Regions from separate parts of the Mus musculus genome. Here regions 2 and 3 are each linked to region 1. The links are chromatin contacts, called in public Hi-C and Micro-C maps. All regions are on one chromosome and are shown on one strand. The core of a region is the stretch at or near the end of the contact, and the rest is flanking DNA. Distances in the headings are between cores, read along the strand shown.

Evidence for each region. Hi-C and Micro-C count contacts between places; a contact is called where the count stands out from the background.
Region 2: a Hi-C map of uterus shows a contact between it and region 1, with 4 times the contacts expected there. The contact joins the enhancer-like site here to the promoter of Ccdc73 in region 1. A contact is called at or near these places in 11 of 39 promoter capture datasets (the 3T3-L1 cell line, 3T3-L1-derived adipocytes, the HPC-7 cell line and 6 more), 8 of 484 Hi-C or Micro-C datasets (the AML12 cell line, the HL-1 cell line, LSK cells and 5 more) and 1 of 9 other capture datasets (liver).
Region 3: a Micro-C map of embryonic stem cells shows a contact between it and region 1, with 4 times the contacts expected there. The contact joins the promoter of Eif3m here to the promoter of Ccdc73 in region 1. A contact is called at or near these places in 9 of 39 promoter capture datasets (the 3T3-L1 cell line, 3T3-L1-derived adipocytes, cranial neural crest and 5 more), 11 of 484 Hi-C or Micro-C datasets (the AtT-20 cell line, Sertoli cells, cardiomyocytes and 5 more), 3 of 115 datasets of contacts at active chromatin or transcription factors (T-cell acute lymphoblastic leukemia, bone marrow-derived macrophages and stem cell-derived neural progenitor cells) and 4 of 9 other capture datasets (adipose tissue, liver, macrophages and 1 more).

The regions. Positions count from the first base shown.
Region 1 is chr2:104,884,989-104,887,621 of GRCm38.p6, forward strand. Ccdc73 (coiled-coil domain containing 73) reads left to right here and starts at 1,336. Exons shown (of 18, transcript NM_177600.4): 1 at 1,336-1,505.
Region 2 is chr2:105,107,574-105,110,206 of GRCm38.p6, forward strand. All of the region lies in intron 1 of Wt1os (Wilms tumor 1 homolog, opposite strand), which reads right to left. Among named protein-coding and RNA genes, the nearest start is that of Wt1os, 18 kb to the right of the region's middle. Within about 2 kb of position 1,343, at least 66 of the 459 cell types and tissues checked have an H3K27ac peak or open chromatin away from gene starts, as enhancers often do. A contact at or near this core is called in uterus, where this site is marked.
Region 3 is chr2:105,015,694-105,018,326 of GRCm38.p6, forward strand. Eif3m (eukaryotic translation initiation factor 3, subunit M) reads right to left here and starts at 1,334. Exons shown (of 11, transcript NM_145380.2): 1 at 1,253-1,334. The coding sequence starts at 1,294. Gm38521 (predicted gene, 38521) reads left to right here and starts at 1,428. Exons shown (of 2, transcript NR_165821.1): 1 at 1,428-1,510; 2 at 1,977-2,633.

The sequences.
Region 1 (2,633 bases), core at 86-2,585:
TTATCCCATGTTATAACTTTTTACTTTGACTTATAATTCCTTGAGAAGCTATGAGGATAGTTGTTTTCTGTGTTCTCTGATTGACTAAAAGAAAAAAAAAAATCAAACAGAGTTTAAGGCAAGTACACATAGTCCTAATTTGAAAATGTAAAGCTTAGAGAACAGGAAGCTAGCTTACAACACTCAGGCCTGGGATCCTGGAGATAACCTGGAGAAATGTGGATAGGAATTATTAGAAGAGGATGGTAACAGCCAAACACTTCTAGATTTGATAGCAATGTGAAACAGAGAGCTTTACAAAGCAGGTTTTTTTGGTATTATTTTGTGTATATAAGCGTTTTGACTTGTATGTGTATTTGTGTACCCTATGCATGTCAGAGTCCTTTCAGATTTTGGTAGCATGGATAAGCTCTGTAGGCCTGGAACATACTGTATTAATAGTTGTATGGAATGAGTTCTCACCTGTGAACCATCGTGTTAGGTTTCAGAATAGAGAAGAGGTGCAATCAATAAGATTAGAATTTCTTTTTCTCTAAAGTTAAAAATTATCTCTGTCTCTCCTTCCCCCATCCCTTCTCTTCTTCTACCCCCTCCCTGTTTCCTGTTCCCTTCTCCCTGGCACAGGAAGCGATAAGAGGACAACGAGTGATAGAACTAAGAGGTCGTCAGGTCTGGTAGCAGGTGACTTCACCTGCAGAGCCATCTTGTTGCTCCCTACATTTCCTTTTCTATGTAATATTTCGCTTAAAAAACAAATAAACAAAAAACTACATTGTCTTCTTGATGAATAACATATTCATGAACATCAAACATCCAAAATCATAAGGTATTAAATGGATAGGCACCTCCTCCTTCTTATTCTTACAGCGTTCGTTGTTCCTAATCAATAACACTGGTTGGTATTTTTTTGTTATTGTTTGCTTTTAAATTGTTCCAAAGACTATTTAAAATGAACATAACAGAACATGGTGGCATAGTCCTTTAATTCCAGCACTTTGGATGTAGGTACAGGTAGGCGGATCTCTGTGAGTTTCAGGTAGCCAAGGCTACATAGTAAGACACTGTCCCAACACCCCTCCCCCGCCTCCAAATAATACGCAGGGCGGCAGTGGTGGTCTTCCCAGCGCTCAGGAGGCAGAGGTAGGCAGATCTCCGTTTTCGAGGCCAGCCTGGTCTGCAGAGTGAGTTTCATAACAAACAGGGCTACAAAGAAGAGCCCTGTCTTGAAAAAGAAAAACTAACATACGTCCGCTCCAATTCCTTAAATGTAGCCGCACAAATGCGGACTGAAAACCGGAAGCGCCTTTGGGTAGGGGAAGATGACCCGGAAGTGCTGAGCACTGAGCGGTCTTCGCTGAGGTAAATCAGGCATTGCGTTGAGCGCTGTTTGAGGTCGCTCTAATATTTTCACCCAGTTTCTTACCAAGGTCGCCCTGGACCTCAGGTGTCCCACCAAATCCTCGTGCTGACTTCCCCAGGCCTGGTCGCCCTCAAGTCTCCTTCAGGTGGGTCTAGACTTCCACCTCGGCCGCCACCCATCAGGTCTGCTGGTTGGTAATACGATGCTTGCGTTTTCTTAATAGGGTTGTGTGCTTTAGGGTGCTTGCTTTTGTTTGACCCACGTTTACGTTATGAATACAGTGTTATAATGTTGGACACCCTTGTCAAAAGTTTTGACGGAGTCGACTGCTCAGAGACAGGGTTTCTCTGTGTAGTCCTGGCTGTCCTGGAACTCACTCTGTAGACCAGGCTGGCTTCGAACTCAGAAATCCTCCTGCCTCTGCCTCCCAAATGCTGGGATTAAAGGAGTGCGCCACCACTGCCTGGCATTTTGTCACATTTAAAAAACTTAGTAAATTGGTGGGTATTACTTTACAGAACAGTTCAAGTATAGGGCAAAAATTATAAATCATGGAAGTATGTAAATATTCAAAGAAATTTTTAGATTTTCCGTATTTCTTCTGGTAATTTTATTCTGTCAGATTTTGAGTTAAGGTCTTGATTTGTATGTAATGCAGGAGGACGTCCAAATCTTTTATCCTCCTGCCTGAGCCTCAGAATGCAGGAATTTGACAGTATTATTTATTCTTCATGTGTGTTTTTTACAGACAGATTTAATTGGAAATTTGCTGGGAATAAAATTTCTGTCTTCAGCCAAGCAGTGGTGGCAAACATCTTTAATCCCAGCACTCTGGAGGCAGAGGCAGGTGGATGTATGTTCCAGGCCAGCCTGGTTTAAAGGCTTAGTTCGAGGACAGCCAGGGCTATACAGAAACCCTGTCTTGAAAAATAACAACAAACAAAAATTACATCCCCGCCCAACCAAAACCAAACCAAACCAAAACAAAAAAAAAAAAAAAAAACACACAACAAAACAAAAAACTGTCTTCTTAATCCCTATAATGCTGAATTGAATTATGGGCTTAAATTATTCATACATAATTCCGATCTTCTACCTCATGTAGAATTTTCAAAAAAAGTGAGTGTGAACTGTCAAAGAATTTATGGGATCCTGTATTTAATTGCTACCTTCTGTTTCAACCATGTGGAGTCCCTTAAGAGTCATTCATTGGGGGCTGGAGAGATGGCTCAGCGGTTAAGAGCACTGACTGCTCTTCCAAGGGTCCCAGAGT
Region 2 (2,633 bases), core at 93-2,592, 220 kb after region 1:
ATTTCCATCTTTAAGAGGACTACTAGTCTCAAAAGGGTAGCAAGAGGTTTCTTTTTTTTTTTTTTAATTTTTTATTAGGTATTTAGCTCATTTACATTTCCAATGCTATACCAAAAGTCCCCCATACCCACCCACCCCCACTCCCCTACCCACCCACTCCCCCTTTTTGGCCTTTTTGGCCTTTTTGGCCTTTTTGGTTCCCCTGTACTGGGGCATATAAATTTTGCGTGTCCAATGGGCCTCTCTTTCCAGTGATGGCCAACTAGGCCATCTTTTTATACATATGCAGCTAGAGTCAAGAGCTCCGGGGTACTGGTTAGTTCATAATGTTGTTCCACCTATAGGGTTGCAGATCCCTTTAGCTCCTTGGGTACTTTCTCTAGCTCCTCCATTGGGAGCCCTGTGATCCATCCATTAGGTGACTGTGAGCATCCACTTCTGTGTTTGCTAGGCCCCGGCATAGTCTCACAAGAGACAGGGTAGCAAGAGGTTTCTTAGTCTGTACCAGCTTCCTGGCCATAACTCTATTGGAACCATTTTAGGACATCTCCAAAAAGACAAAGAACATTTTTCCCATAAGTCTCACAATCTCTTTCTTCTTAAATCTCTGAGGTGTTGTGGTTGTATGGGCCCAAGTATTCATATTTTACTATGATTGTGTTTAAAGTCCTAAAATAAGGGCTGGCAAGGGTTCTCAGAGGAAAGTGTGCCCAGCAGTAAGAGTTCAAGCCGTGCGACCTTTATGTCCTTTATGGACAGTAGTGACTCTGGTCAAGTTGTCCTCTGGCCTCACAGACCCACAACAACAAGTATGTACCCAGTTTTAGACACAGACACAATAAAATAAATGTTTAAGGCTGGAAAGATGGCTCAGTGGTTAAGAGCACTGGCTGCTCTTCCAGAGGACCTGGGTTCAATTCCTGGCACCCACATGACAGCTCACACCTGTCTGATACTCCGATTGCAGGGGACCTAAAACCCTCATACACATACAGGCAAATCACCAATGAACATAAAAATAAAATAAATGTTAAAAAATTAATAAGAGAAACAATATTTAACAAAACTGTTGAATCCAAAAGACCACCAGGAAGCAGGTGGACCATCTTGCCAGGACCCCAGTTCGACCATTTTGCCTGGGCCAGCCTCCCCCCCCCCCACACACACAGGCTTCTTGGCAGGAGGCAGAAGGTCCTAAGTCTTTGCCTTAATTTTTTTTCTGACCTGAATAGTCTGTCAGAGTCTGTCTTTGTTCCATTTGTCAAAACACCATTGTTCTCTCCGCACTGTGGTGGTTTCATTTCCATTGTTTAAGTATCAGAAGTCAAGGCAGCAGCAAGTAGACGGGAGCAGGGCTTGCTGCCTGCATCTGTGGCCCAGAGCCAGGCTCATCTCTTGCTGTTTAGCGGACCGTGGAAATCATAGCCTGCCAACCAACTCTGGCTCCGTTACAAGGTTACAGCTCACAAAAGAGTCTCTGTCACCAGTTACTCTGTGCCAGGGCCACAGTGCACTGGATGGCGAGTCCCAGAAGAGGGCAACCTTTCCTCCCAGATCTGCTATCTTTATGGACAACAATAAGATCATCTGGAAGAAAGCACACCATTCTGCTAAGAGAAGTATCTGATAGGCCTGTTTGTGTGTGTGTGTGTGTGTGTGTGTGTGTTCGTTTGTTTTTAAGAGATTGTGATTTCCCACTGTTATGAAAACACACTCACTGTTCAGAGTTAACCTAGGACCTTATTTTTAGGGACACAGAATAACCCGGGGCATTTTAACTCCTGAGAAGAAATAAACTTTGAGCTGGGCGGTGGTGGCGCACGCCTTTAATCCCAGCACTTGGGAGGCAGAGGCAGGCGAATTTCTGAGTTCGAGGCCAGCCTGCTCTACAAAGTGAGTTCCAGGAAAGCCAGGGCTACACAGAAAAATCCTGTCTTGAAAAACAAAACAAACAAAACAAAAAACAAAAAAAAAAAAAAACCAAAAACCTTTGAATGAGCCTTCAGTTGTGAATTGTTTTATATTTGTCTTTAACATCATTTGCTCAAAAATCGAATTTTAAAATGGAATTTAAAATGTCATACTTATGTCAGGTGTGATGGGACAGGTTTATGATCCCTATACTTGAGAGGTGGAGGCAGAAGAGTTTTGACTGTGATACCAGCCTGGGCTGTATAATAAAATCTTGTTATAAATAAACTGAAATTAAACAAAACACAGAACAACAACAGTGAAAACCCTGATTCTTATGTTAGATTGAGTCAAATACTGCATAAGAGAAAGCGGCTTACTTTTAAAATTAGTGATTCTTTTTCTGATTCTATAAATTGTCATTTAAAATTTGGTTGAGATCATTCATTAAATATGCAAATATCTTTGAAAATAATCATGGGGATTCAGTTTGGCCATTTGGAGGATTCCTAAAGAGAGGGTCTTATCAAATTCCTGAGAGAAAATACTAGTTCCACTTGTGGGCTTGATGCAAAGGATGGCTTTAGATTTCTGAAAGCCAACAATAGATGCAGAAGCACAAAGAACAACATCTTCAAAGCCCAAGTAACAACAATTGCTGCTCTGTAATAATCAAGCCAGTCAGACACCAGTGACGAGAAGGCTAAAGTCATTTGAGACAT
Region 3 (2,633 bases), core at 84-2,583, 130 kb after region 1:
GCACAGGTGCCAGGGTGAGGTGGTGGGCAGGGTGAGGTGACATATAACTGTGACCACAGCACTTGAGGCAGAGGCAGGGGGATCTCTACAGGTTCCTGGCCAGCCAAGGTTTAACAAGCCATAGTGAAACACTTCCCAAATATCAAAACAAGAAGGGGGTTGGGGAAAGAAAAAGCACGGATGTCAAATTGTCTGGACAAAGCCAAAAGAGCCTTGGGGAAAATAACCAACATTTTTAATCCCACAAATGTGTTTGGTGACCTCAGAAACCTAACAAACCCTTAGGTCTGATGGAATTATTTTTCCAAACAATAGCATAGTAATTTTATACAGAAGATGGCATGGTATTATAAAAAAGATATTTTGAAAACTCAAGTGTCATATTAGAAAAAGCAAAATAACAGCAGAAATCATTCTTTTTCTTTATGACACAAATATATAATCTAACCAAGATGTAAAGAAAGCATTTGTTCACTTCCTGCTTTACAAATCTTTTTCTAAGAATTAGTTAAGTTTAATGTTTTTATATCATTCTTGCTGACAACAAGACACTCTACAATATGGCCAATGCCAAGGCTCTATTCAGCCCCTGGCCTGAAGTACCTTTTTGGTAAATACTAGTCAATGCCTGGGAACTCTAGCTTCCTCTGCTGTCAAATACTCTTAATGCGGCATCTTTCTATGTGTGCATAACTTCCTTTCTTCTCCTGTGTAACATATGGAACCCCAAGTTTCTGTCAGTGGGTATTATAAAAGCGTATGCATGCTCACGAAGAACAGTTTGGGTTGTAGAAAATTAAAAGACTGTCATCCCAACAATTAACCTCCTGTTACAGAAAAAGGAGAAGCCATCTGTCCTGTACACCCAGGTGTAAACCCCAATTAGTGAACTTCAAAGTGTCCAGGATGGCCCGCCAGATGCTCCTGCCTCCCAGCCGCCTGGGAACAGAAAACGCGAGCCAACTAGTAAAATGCATGCCACCGTCGCCTGTGGCCGCGGAAGGCCCGCATTCACACGCTCAAAGTTGCTCCTGCGGGCCACACGCGAACTTAGCAGACGCTGGTCCCTGTCCCCGAAAAGTTCTGGGTCGTCATCGACGACTGCGGACGAGCCCTGGCGCCCACCGGGCCCGCATCCGGACCCTCGGCCGCGCACGCGCCGAGACCCAGGTCAGGAGAGCGCGCTCCCCCTCACGGGCTCCGTCCCGGGAATCCCCCGCACCCGTTGCCCCGAGGGCCCAGCATCGTGCACCTGGTCTTCCTCGCTGATATCGATGAAGGCCGGGACGCTCATGGTGAAGGCCGGGCTGCGGAAGACGCTCCGATCCAGAAACACGCCGACCGGAAAAGAGAGCGGTGCCGTACAGGGTTACGCACAACCGCTTCCGGGTCAGCCACAGAGGGCGGGCCTCGTGGGCGGGGCCCACAGTACTACTTCCTCCCCGCGGGCCTCTGCTTCAGCTCCTCGCAGGCTCCTACCTGAAATCTTCCCCTCTCCCCGGAAACTTAGGTGGGTTGGGCTAAAGTGTCCTCTGCCCGCCTGCTGCCTGCGGGTCACGGAACCCTACCTGGGCCAAAGCTTCGGGAGCCTAGAGAGCTCTTGCTGCCTCTGAGAGCTTTCCAGGTGCCCCCTGTCCCTAAAGCCTTGGAACTATTTTTTTTTTCCCCTGTGTTATGCTTCCCAGTTTGCTGGTCCAGTTGCTAGGCCATGCTCCTTGCTAAGTAAGGGTGACTAGTTTTCAAAGAATGCTCCCACTTAATTAATAAGGACTTATCCAGAATACACAGTGCCTCAGTGTATGTTAGGGATTGACTCCAGGATCCCTCCTCTAAGGATTCCAGAATCTATGGGGCTCAAGACGCTTACATAAAAATGGCTTAGTTCGTGTCTATATAACCTCCTGTGTACTTTAAGTCATCTCCAGGGCACTTAAAATAGCTAATCCAATGTAAATTCTATGTCCTCTGTTTTCTAGGGAATGACAAGGTCTGCGTATTCAGCACAGATATTTCTCCAGAATATTATAGTCTGCAGTTGATTGAACCTGGATGCAGAACTTGGAGCCATGAAGATCAAGAACATTGTAAATGCAACAATAAGGGGGAAATGCAATTAAAAAGTGGGCTGAAAAAGTAAAAACAGACTTTATTAGAGAATATACACATGGTATCCTCAGTTGATAGAATGTCCCCAATAAATGGCCTGTCAGGTATTTTCTTCCTTAATGATTGACATGGGAGGGCCCAGCCCACTGTGGGTGGTGCCACCCTGGGTAGGTGGCCCTGAGTTGCATTGAAAAGTAAGCCAAGCTAGCCACAAGGAGCAAGTCAGCAGGCAGCGAGCAAGCCTCTGCTTCAGTTCCCACCTCCAGGTTCCTGCCTTGGGTTCCTGCCATGACTTTCCTCAGCGATGGAGGTTAACCTGAGAGTTGTCAGATGAAATGAACCCTTTTTCCCCAGGTCGGTTTTTGGCCAATATTTTATCATAGCAATGGGAAGCACACTAAGACAATCTTCCTGGAGTACTGGGTTACAATGTGGAATGAGTGTGTGTGGGGGGGTACGTTCTCAAGGAAGAAAAGGAAGAGAGACTGGTTGAAAAGAGGGGAGCAGATTTCTGAGGGGGGAGAGGA